3 separate regions of the Mus musculus genome follow, and all the other regions are linked to region 3. The links are chromatin contacts, called in public promoter capture Hi-C maps. All regions are on one chromosome and are shown on one strand. The core of a region is the stretch at or near the end of the contact, and the rest is flanking DNA. Distances in the headings are between cores, read along the strand shown.

Region 1 (2,920 bases), core at 187-2,686, 130 kb before region 3:
ATGCTGCAGCTAAACATAACCCTGCTGGCAGCAGTGATTGTACTCATGGACATAGGGTCTGGAAGGAGCTCCAGACACCGGCAGATTCCAGATCAGGTGAGGGCACTCTTGTCTCATAGATGAGGCTTTCTTGCTGTGTCTTCTTCGGGCAGGAGGGCTGAGAGCTCCTTGGGGCCTCGCTCATAAGGAAACTGATGATCCCCAGTGGCCTCACCTGTTTGGGGAGGAGAAGCGAGTCTAGAATGCGTGTTGCAATGTAGCTGCTGGAGCACAGTGGCCTCATAGGAGACAGTGTCCCCACTGAGGGTATGTGAAGTTAGGGGGTGAGGAGGAGCGTGGCCATTTGTGAGTGAGAGATGTCGTATGTCTTTGTATACACTTGTATGTACTAGTGCATGTGTTTGCAGGCTACTGGGAAAGATGAGGCCAGGCTGGGAGCATTTAGCTCTTAGGTCAGGGTGCTGACTTCAAGATGATGAAAACGACACACATACACACACACACACACACACACACACACACACACACACACACACACACACACGAGGCTTGAGAGAGCTCAGGGAAGGCTGCAAAGGCTTACTCAGGCCACATCTCATCCTCTTGACCCCAGCTGCTAGGGGCCAAAGGGAGGTTGCCTGTCCTTCCAGAGCACATTGAGATTGTGGGGTTCGTTTCCAGTCATGTGGTTTTTAACACCCTTTTCCCCCATGCAGAGATGGGTAGAGCTCTCAAACCTTCCTAGCTCCCTTTCCATGGCTGAGCCCTAATGCCCCCCACCCACACACACCCCCAGTGACACTCTGGGGCCTTCTCTTCCTGCCTTTCTCAGGGGCTACAGCTGGGTGCCCCAAACCCTATGAGTCTCCTCTCAGGAAGACCCAGACATGGCCCTCTTGGTGCTATGAACCATTTATCTCTCCTTTCCACATGGCCTGCAGGAAGCCAGTGCTGAAGCCATGCATACAGGGTCTCACTCCATAACAGGAAGACACAGTAGGGCGCAGGCCCCGGTCACAGGCACAGCCACCACAGAATGGCTACTCCTGATGTCCTAGATGCCTCTGTGGTCTCCAGGGAGCTTATCTATTTCAGGTGCCACCCCAGAGCTGGCATTTAGAATTTTTTTATTTATATTTTTTGACTTGTTAACTATTTTTCGAACTTAGGACTGGAATACCTAAGGCTCTGGGTTCTAGCCTTAACAGAGGGAAAAACTTGCTCCAGAAGGCTTTGCAGACTGCAATGTTGGCCTTAGAGAAGTGTCTATTGCCCTCTAACAGGCAGGCAGGGCTGGGCAGTACAATAGAGAGGGCAGCATTTCTTTTCAAGCATGGCTTTAAATTCTAGCTCTGGCAGGCTCAGATAGTCTGCATTCCCAATGACCAAGCAAATGGCTGAAGGGAGCTACTCCCTGTAGACTCACTTGCTGAGATGCTGCACAGCCTCTGAAGAGCTGGCTCTGAGCTCAGAGGGGGGAGGAGCTTCCTCAAAACCTGAGCAGAGTGGATTGTGATGAGCTGAGCTCTGGGCAGGAGCCAGGGATACTCATAGATCTCTCTGGTCTTCCCAGTTGTGGCTCCAAGACCTTGCAAGCCGACCAGGCATTAGGGGCACGTTAACTGGGCTGTCTCAGGGAGGTATGCCTCCAGCTGAACTGACCTGAGTCCACCCTCCCGGCACCCCGGCAGAAGGTCCTGAATCTGCCTGACCAGATGTGTTGTGAGTTCTACATCTTGGTTTCCCTCCTTTACTGGAAGCTTGGACAGAAGTCATCGTCCAAACCCAGAGAAGCAGGCATTGTGATTATTTTGGGATTTCCTCTCTCTCCACGTCTGGGCTCACTCACTGAGTGGACCTCACCCTGCTGGTCAGACCCCACCCAAGGCAGGCTGGCCGGGCCAGGTGGAGGGTGTGGGCTTTGATAAAGCCAAGCTCACCAGCTGGAGACTGCAGGGCTGGTCTTGTCTTCTGGCTCTTGCCTGCAGACAAGGAATGTAGCCTGAGTGCCTTCTCCCTCCTCCCCCCCCCCCCCACCCACCCTGCCCCCACCCCCGTTTGTGCTGACAGCTGTTCTGGATTTTGGTTTGAGGAAATCTCTGTGGCCAAAATGGTCAAGGGTAACCCAACAAGCAGGTTGATGGAATCGCCTGCCCATTGGCAGTGATCCAAAACCCTTTCCATTTCTTGACTGAGGCTTGAGATGAACAAATTGGGGATCATTTGCATGACACAGACCTGGAGCTTAAAACAGGTTTTGGGCCTCTCTTTTTGTATTCTTCTGAGTTACTACATTTATCATTTTTACATTTTTGTCTTGTTTGAGGCTGTCTCCAAACCTTTTGGAAATGGGGAGCGGGAGGTAAAAACTTACACAAACTCTCCACTGAGCCTGGCACTGTCCTGTGCCCACATCCTGTTCTCTTTCCATCTTACCTGATGGAGCCAGAGTCCCTCCCCTGGGTGGGGCAGACCGTTCGCTGTTGCCCAGGCAACCTGGAAACCTTCTCCTTAGACCCTGTAAGTGACTCATTTCCTTCAAGTTCTTTGCACAGTCTCTGCTGGGTAAGAACCAAGGTCCTGACTATTCTTTTTTTTTTTTTTGGTATTGCTAACGTGAACTTTCCCATCAAAAAATATTCTTCTCATAGTGCCTAACATGTGTCCTTGTGTGTATGTGAATGAGTGTGTATCTCTGCTTGTGTACACTCTGATGCATGTACACACATGTGCTTTCTCTGTGTGTGCATGCTCACTCTTCTCTTGCTCCTTGTGTGCACCATGTGTGTGCACACTTACGTGTGTGTGTGTGTGTGTGTGTGTGTGTGTGTGTGTGTGTGTTGGCTAACACAGATAGATCAAGGGCATTCTTTTTAGGTGTGTTGCCTGCACTGGTGGGTCCTGGGCAGAGAGAAAGCGT
Region 2 (3,097 bases), core at 595-3,094, 200 kb after region 3:
ATACTGGCTTCCAAACAGCTAGGATGAGGGTCTTAAAGCCTGCACCCACAGTGACACACTTCCTCCAACAAGGCCATACCTTCTAATAGGGTCACTCCCTGGGCTGAGCATATACAAACCATCACAGCTTACTTTTTCGTTCTTTGAGGTGTGTATGTACAAATAGTATTGTGTCATAGTTCTCTGTTTAACATTAATGAACATCCATATAATTTCCTAGAGTGCCTGTGTCACTTTATATTCTCATCCCACCATTGAACAGGAATGATTATTCATATTCATTCATTTCATATTCTCTCTCTGTGTGTGTCTCTGTCATCTTGGTTTCTCTCTCCATGGTCTCACTATATAGTCCTGGCTGGCCTAGAACTCGCTGTGTAGATCAGTCTGACCTCATGAATGCTAGAATTAAAGATGTATACCATCACATCTGGCTATTGATTATTCTTATGTAAACAGCTGTGGGAATCAAGACAGCATTAGCATTTAGTACTTTTAAAACAAATAATTGTTTGGGGCTGGAGAGATGGCTAAGTAATTAAGAGCACTGACTACTCTTCCAGAGGTCCTGAGTTCAAATCCCAGCAACTACATGGTGGCTCACAACCATCTGTAATGGGATCACATGCCCTCTTCTGGTGTGTCTGAAGACAACTACAGTGTACTCATATAAATAAAATAACTAAATCCTTTTTAAAAAAGTAATTTAAGTAATAGCTGGAACCTAAGTCTATGTATTTAGGAACATCACTAAATTCTTCTCCAGTTTAAAGAAGTGAAAGAGTAACAATCTACCCGAAAGAGAACATGATGGTTTTCAATTCCCCAGCTGGCAAAGAAGCACAACATGGTGGTGGTGTCTCCAATCTTGGAGCGTGATAGAGAGCATGGGGGAGTTCTGTGGAACACAGCTGTGGTGATCTCCAATTCAGGGCTGGTCATGGGGAAGACCAGAAAGAACCACATCCCCAGAGTGGGAGACTTCAACGAGGTACGTGCCAGTCCGGATTCGGAGGGCTTTCCTGGGGGCGGGGGGAGGTAGTTCTGTATCGGAGGCTGTGAAGTGTGACCCTTGCAGGGGGTTGCTGCTGTAGTCTTCAGAGGGTCTGATAGTGTTGCCCTGCATCACACAGACAGATGAGATATTTCAGTCACAAAACCTTTTAGCAGCATGGGATGTAGAGATGTTTTATATGTGTGAGGTAACTTGGCTTTCTGCAGTATTCCCTCGAGATAATTGGTTCATTAACCAACATGCAAATAAACAGTACACAAATGTGAAATGACTCCGGTGAGCCCTTGTGAAGGGGCTTATGAAGGGACTCTGAGCTCCTAGGCAACCAATGATATAATCCTAGTTTTAGAGTGTCTTTGTGACTTATCTGGTGTCTAAGTTGGCTCGTGTTCAGATAGGTGTCTTTGAATGTTTGTTTGTGTACAGTGATGGTTACACAGGACTTAGAATCACTGGAGATAGGAATTCTGGGAGAGGGGGCTGTTCTGATTGGTAAATGCCAATTCACAAGTGGCGGGACGCCAATGGAGAGTGTTTGAAGGAGGAAAAATGAACTCTACATAATATCAGGCTACTAAATCTGGATTTGAACTTGACTTTTCAAGAGTCAAGAATAGTCCAGAATATACTGCCTCTGATCCTTAGCTCCCCACCCCTCATCCTTGCTTTGGGGGCTTAGGTTGCTCTCGGGCAGGTCAACAAGGTGAGACACCATCTACAGGGCTACAAGGAAACCAAAGAGCTGCTGTTTCTAAGTAGCAGCTGGAGGTGGGGTAGGACAGACACGCTCCTCACCTGTTTACCCTGGGGTTAATCATTAGCTCCCTGCTGATGTCACCTGTCTAGGTACAGCAGGATCTGCTCAGGGTCCACTGTGTACACACCCTGGTTGCTGTCTAACTCAGCCAGTTTTGAAATTCACGAGAGAAAGCCGAGAGCTCTAGGAGCCGATCTGTTTGCCACCCACCTTGCCCTCTACCCTCCCCTCAAGACCCAGAAGTGGTACCCTCGGGCATCAAGCGGGGAACAAGGGATGGATGAAAAAGGTTTCCATTTGCTTGTCCTGCGAGGGATCCGTAATCCGAGGCAGGATGCTCACTCTGCTGCATAGAGGGTGTGAGTTCTACTCTCAAATTTATTCTTAGACAGTAGGTCAAGTCCCAGACCAACTCAAGCAACATTCAGTTTCCAAAAAGGAGAAGTTGCTCTAGGTGCGGCTGGGTCTTTTTCACCTCTAGCAATCTGCACAAGGATGTGTGGTTGGTAAGGACTCCTCCTAACATTGACCTGACCACAACCTTTCCTCCTGACATGATTGAACCCTTACCATAGGTTATCCTGGAAGTCATGTGATAGACCACAAAGCAGACTGTGGATTAAATCCTTAGGCCATTGTGCTTTTCCCTTGGGTCTGCTTTGTTATTATGCCTGGGGTTTTGTGTTGTGCCCCAACACACCGAAACTCTGGAACTTAAAATAGAGTCACACCCAAATGTTAATTTTAGGTCACCAGCGATGCTCACTTCTGCTGAGTCTAAGGAAAGCAGAAGTGTTTCCACTCCAACAACAGAGCTCTTTTGTAATTTTTTTTTCAGTCCACTTACTACATGGAGGGAAACCTGGGCCACCCCGTGTTCCAGACCCAGTTTGGCAGGATTGCAGTGAACATTTGCTATGGGCGGCACCACCCCCTCAACTGGCTCATGTACAGCATCAACGGAGCTGAAATCATCTTCAACCCTTCGGCCACCATTGGAGAACTCAGGTCTCTTGGTGGAAAGGCTCTGGGGGGGAGGGGGGGTCTTCCTAGGGCCCATCCGCTGCCTTGGGCCTAGAGTCAATCTGTGGGATTCTGGCATGCGTTTGGTAAACCGTAGGAAGCAGGCGCCATCACCAGGATGTCTAGATCACAGCTCCGTGATTGGATGTTGTTGCACAGTTAACCATTTTTTTTCAGTGGAAAAAAAAAAAAAAAGCCCCAGCCAATATGACCATTACAACATCTGACCTTCCCAAAGGACCATTCTACCATTGGCAGCAACCTTTGCTGGGATTCTGAACATGGGGACAAAGATAATGCTC
Region 3 (3,106 bases), core at 470-2,969:
GAGGTAGAGTCTGCCTTCAGGGAGTTTGAGAAGTGAATGGCGGCCGAGAGATGCGTGTAGGAGTACATGAACCACCTGTGTTTCATGTCAAATGCCCAAGGGACAGTAGACAGTGTGGATGGTGCATACTGCTCCTAGTTCAGGAAGGCTTTGTGAAACGAGGGGATGAGACATATGTTAAAGGATGACTGGCTGTCATATTCCTGTGACTTGTTGGCAGTGGTTTTTGTCCTCTGACACGCACTTTTACATCGTCAGTTTCTTTGTTTGTTTTTGGGTTTTTTTGGGACAGGGTTTCTCTGCATAGCCCTATAGTTTCTGGCTGTACCGAAACTCTCTGTAGATCATGCTGGCCCTGAGCTTAGAACTCTGCTTGCTTCTGCTTCCTGAGTGCTGGGGTTAAAGGTCTGTAACCACAGGGCTAGGGAAATGGCTTAGTGGTGAAGAGCAGCGACTGCTCTTCCAGACGACCAGAGTTTAATTCCCAGCACCCACATGGTGACTCATAACTGTGTATAACCCTAGTTCCAGGGATCAAGACATCCTCTTCCGGCTTCCATGGGTACCAGGCACATAAGTGGTACACATATATGTATACAGATAAAATGCTCATATATAAAAAGTGTGTGCCACAAGGCCTAAATTGCAGCATAAATTTCTGTTCTTTTCAAATATTAGTCCAATATTAGTCATAGTTAACATTGGGTTTTTAATTAGTAAGAGCATAGTTAATTTTCTTTAGAGACTGTATTCTTTTTTAGTGTAGAATTGCAATGAGACCAGAGTCTTTGGGGTCAGAGAGATAAGAACATGGCTTCAAAGGGCATGGCCATAATTAAAAGAGAGATTACAAGTGGACAGCACAGATCAAGGACTTAGTACATGGCAGGTGGTAGCAGGGGTTTGTTGTTGAATCTTTTTAGCCAAGGATTGATTTGATTTGGGGAACATAGCAGTTTTCCAGGGGTGTTCTCACTCTTGATGTGTGTGTTCTGTATTGGTTTGGGCCATTCAGAGAATTAGATTGCTGTCTGTCTGTCTTGCACATGAACATGCATGTGTGTACCTTCATGCCACATTGTGGGAGTGAGAGAGGGCTGACTCAGGTTGTCAGCCTTGGTGTGAGGCGTCTTTGCCTGCTGAGCCATTGTCTTCCACCTCCACTTTTTAGAATGTCTTCTTATTATTGTGAGACAGGGTCCTGCTGGCCTCAGGTTCCCTGTAGTCTTCCTCTCTCAGCTCCCCAGGTGCCAAGGTTACAAGTGCACATCACCACATGCAACTCTTAGTTCATACAGAGCCACACCGTCTTCAGCCCTTCCAGTTCACAGTCTACTTACTTACTTGCCTGCTGCTTTGCTCAGCGTGAGATATTTGGGATAGACACTGTCAGCTAGTCCAACAGACAAGGAGAAACAAAGCATGGCCTGAATTCTCCAACAGCCTTTTTTCCAGACAGAGGATTGTAGATTGCAGATTAATTGATTTTAAAAGTACTTCAGAAGAATAGCTTCTGTGGGACTTCCATGTAAGTTCTGAAAGATGTAGCAGGAAATGCTGTTTTGTATTTCAAGGTTGTTAACACTGAACCTGTGCTGATTCAGTGGGTGTGGGGCCCTCAATTTTTCCTTACAATATCCTTGATGAGTGGCTAGTTGTCATCCTGTGGCCTGGAGGATGGTGCCAGCAATGCCCTTTGCCCTACTTCCGCTGTTCTGAATCAACACCCTGAAGTGTTTTCTTGGTGGCAGTGTTGTGACTCTTTCATGTAAGAGAGATGACATGTTCTGACCTAACTGGTTACTTAGTTGCTGGGGCTGTCTTCGGAGTACACACCACCTGTGTGACAGGTGACCTGTTGTTTATGTGACTGGGAGAACAGGTTGAAGTGTTGGTGTTGGATGTGTACCCCGCTTGCCTTCTCTGGGCTCCGTGTCAGACTTACTGTGGTATGTGCACTGAGTAGGCTTGTCACATCTGAGGTGTGGATCTGGTGTGCACTGAGTAGGCTTGTCACATCTGAGGTGTGGATCTGGTGTGCACTGAGTAGGCTTGTCACATCTGAGGTGTGGATCTGGTGTGCACTGAGTAGGCTTGTCACATCTGAGGTGTGGATCTGGTGTGCACTGAGTAGGCTTGTCACATCTGAGGTGTGGATCTGGTGTGCACTGAGTAGGCTTGTCACATCTGAGGTGTGGATCTGGTGTGCACTGAGTAGGCTTGTCACATCTGAGGTGTGGATCTGGTGTGCACTGAGTAGGCTTGTCACATCTGAGGTGTGGATCTGGTGTGCACTGAGTAGGCTTGTCACATCTGAGGTGTGTGCACTGAGTAGGCTTGTCACATCTGAGGTGTGTGCACTGAGTAGGCTTGTCACATCTGAGGTGTGTGCACTGAGTAGGCTTGTCACATCTGAGGTGTGTGCACTGAGTAGGCTTGTCACATCTGAGGTGTGGATCTGGAGCCGCTGATAGTTTGGTCTTGACCAGTGAGTACTTTTCCATTGTGAAGCAAAATTGTTTGCCCAGTTTACACTGTTTACACTGTCTAGCACAGCAGCTGTTCCTGCTTGAGGCTTTGCTACATTAGCAGGCCTGTATGAGTGTACGTGCATGTGTGTTGAGGGTATAGGCAGATTTGGAGTAAGGAGTATCAGCTGTCACACTCTTGGGAACACTTTGCCTATAGGATCAGTTACTGTCACTAAGAAGAAAGCTGTTGTTGATCTGAAATTGAAGACAAGACAGGAAAGAAAAAGTGAAAAAGTAAAAATAAGCCAAAAAAAAAGGGAAACCTTTAAAGAAGGGCTTTGAGGCTTGGGCTCTTGGAATTCAATTCAGTGGTCAAATACTCACCCAGCGTGTGCTGTGCCTAAGGTGCCATCTCTAGCACTACTAAAAGAGAAGAGGTCAGACCTCTCTGACTTGTTACGTCTTGGTTTTCAGAGTTACTGAAGTTCAGTCTGGCACAAACCTCCCATGACTTTCATCCCTGTATCTATAGGAGCATTGATTGGTGGCAGGATAGATGAAGTGTTGTTTTTAATACTTTACCTATCATGTGTACGTACTTCCTCTTCACAAACTCATCACTGACCACCACTCCC

What was found. Capture Hi-C pulls out chosen DNA fragments and counts their contacts.
Region 1: a contact with region 3 is called in a promoter capture Hi-C map of pancreatic islet. The contact joins two enhancer-like sites. A contact is called at or near these places in 1 of 115 datasets of contacts at active chromatin or transcription factors (embryonic stem cells) and 1 of 9 other capture datasets (pancreatic islet).
Region 2: a promoter capture Hi-C map of pancreatic islet shows a contact between it and region 3. The contact joins two enhancer-like sites. A contact is called at or near these places in 2 of 39 promoter capture datasets (the 3T3-L1 cell line and embryonic stem cells), 1 of 15 datasets of contacts at CTCF or cohesin (CD8 T cells), 3 of 484 Hi-C or Micro-C datasets (B cells, Th1 cells and bone marrow-derived macrophages), 5 of 115 datasets of contacts at active chromatin or transcription factors (the 230-238 cell line, CD8 T cells, Th17 cells and 2 more) and 3 of 9 other capture datasets (adipose tissue, liver and pancreatic islet).

Annotation. Positions count from the first base shown.
Region 1 is chr10:75,102,780-75,105,699 of GRCm38.p6, forward strand. All of the region lies in intron 1 of Bcr (BCR activator of RhoGEF and GTPase), which reads left to right. Among named protein-coding and RNA genes, the nearest start is that of Bcr, 43 kb to the left of the region's middle. Within about 2 kb of position 1,437, at least 203 of the 459 cell types and tissues checked have an H3K27ac peak or open chromatin away from gene starts, as enhancers often do. A contact at or near this core is called in pancreatic islet, where this site is marked.
Region 2 is chr10:75,427,352-75,430,448 of GRCm38.p6, forward strand. It overlaps Upb1 (ureidopropionase, beta), which reads left to right. Exons shown (of 10, transcript NM_133995.4): 5 at 830-991; 6 at 2,611-2,780. Among named protein-coding and RNA genes, the nearest start is that of 4933407G14Rik, 21 kb to the right of the region's middle. Within about 2 kb of position 1,845, at least 83 of the 459 cell types and tissues checked have an H3K27ac peak or open chromatin away from gene starts, as enhancers often do. A contact at or near this core is called in pancreatic islet, where this site is marked.
Region 3 is chr10:75,231,127-75,234,232 of GRCm38.p6, forward strand. All of the region lies in intron 2 of Specc1l (sperm antigen with calponin homology and coiled-coil domains 1-like), which reads left to right. Among named protein-coding and RNA genes, the nearest start is that of Specc1l, 21 kb to the left of the region's middle. Within about 2 kb of position 1,720, at least 38 of the 459 cell types and tissues checked have an H3K27ac peak or open chromatin away from gene starts, as enhancers often do. A contact at or near this core is called in pancreatic islet, where this site is marked.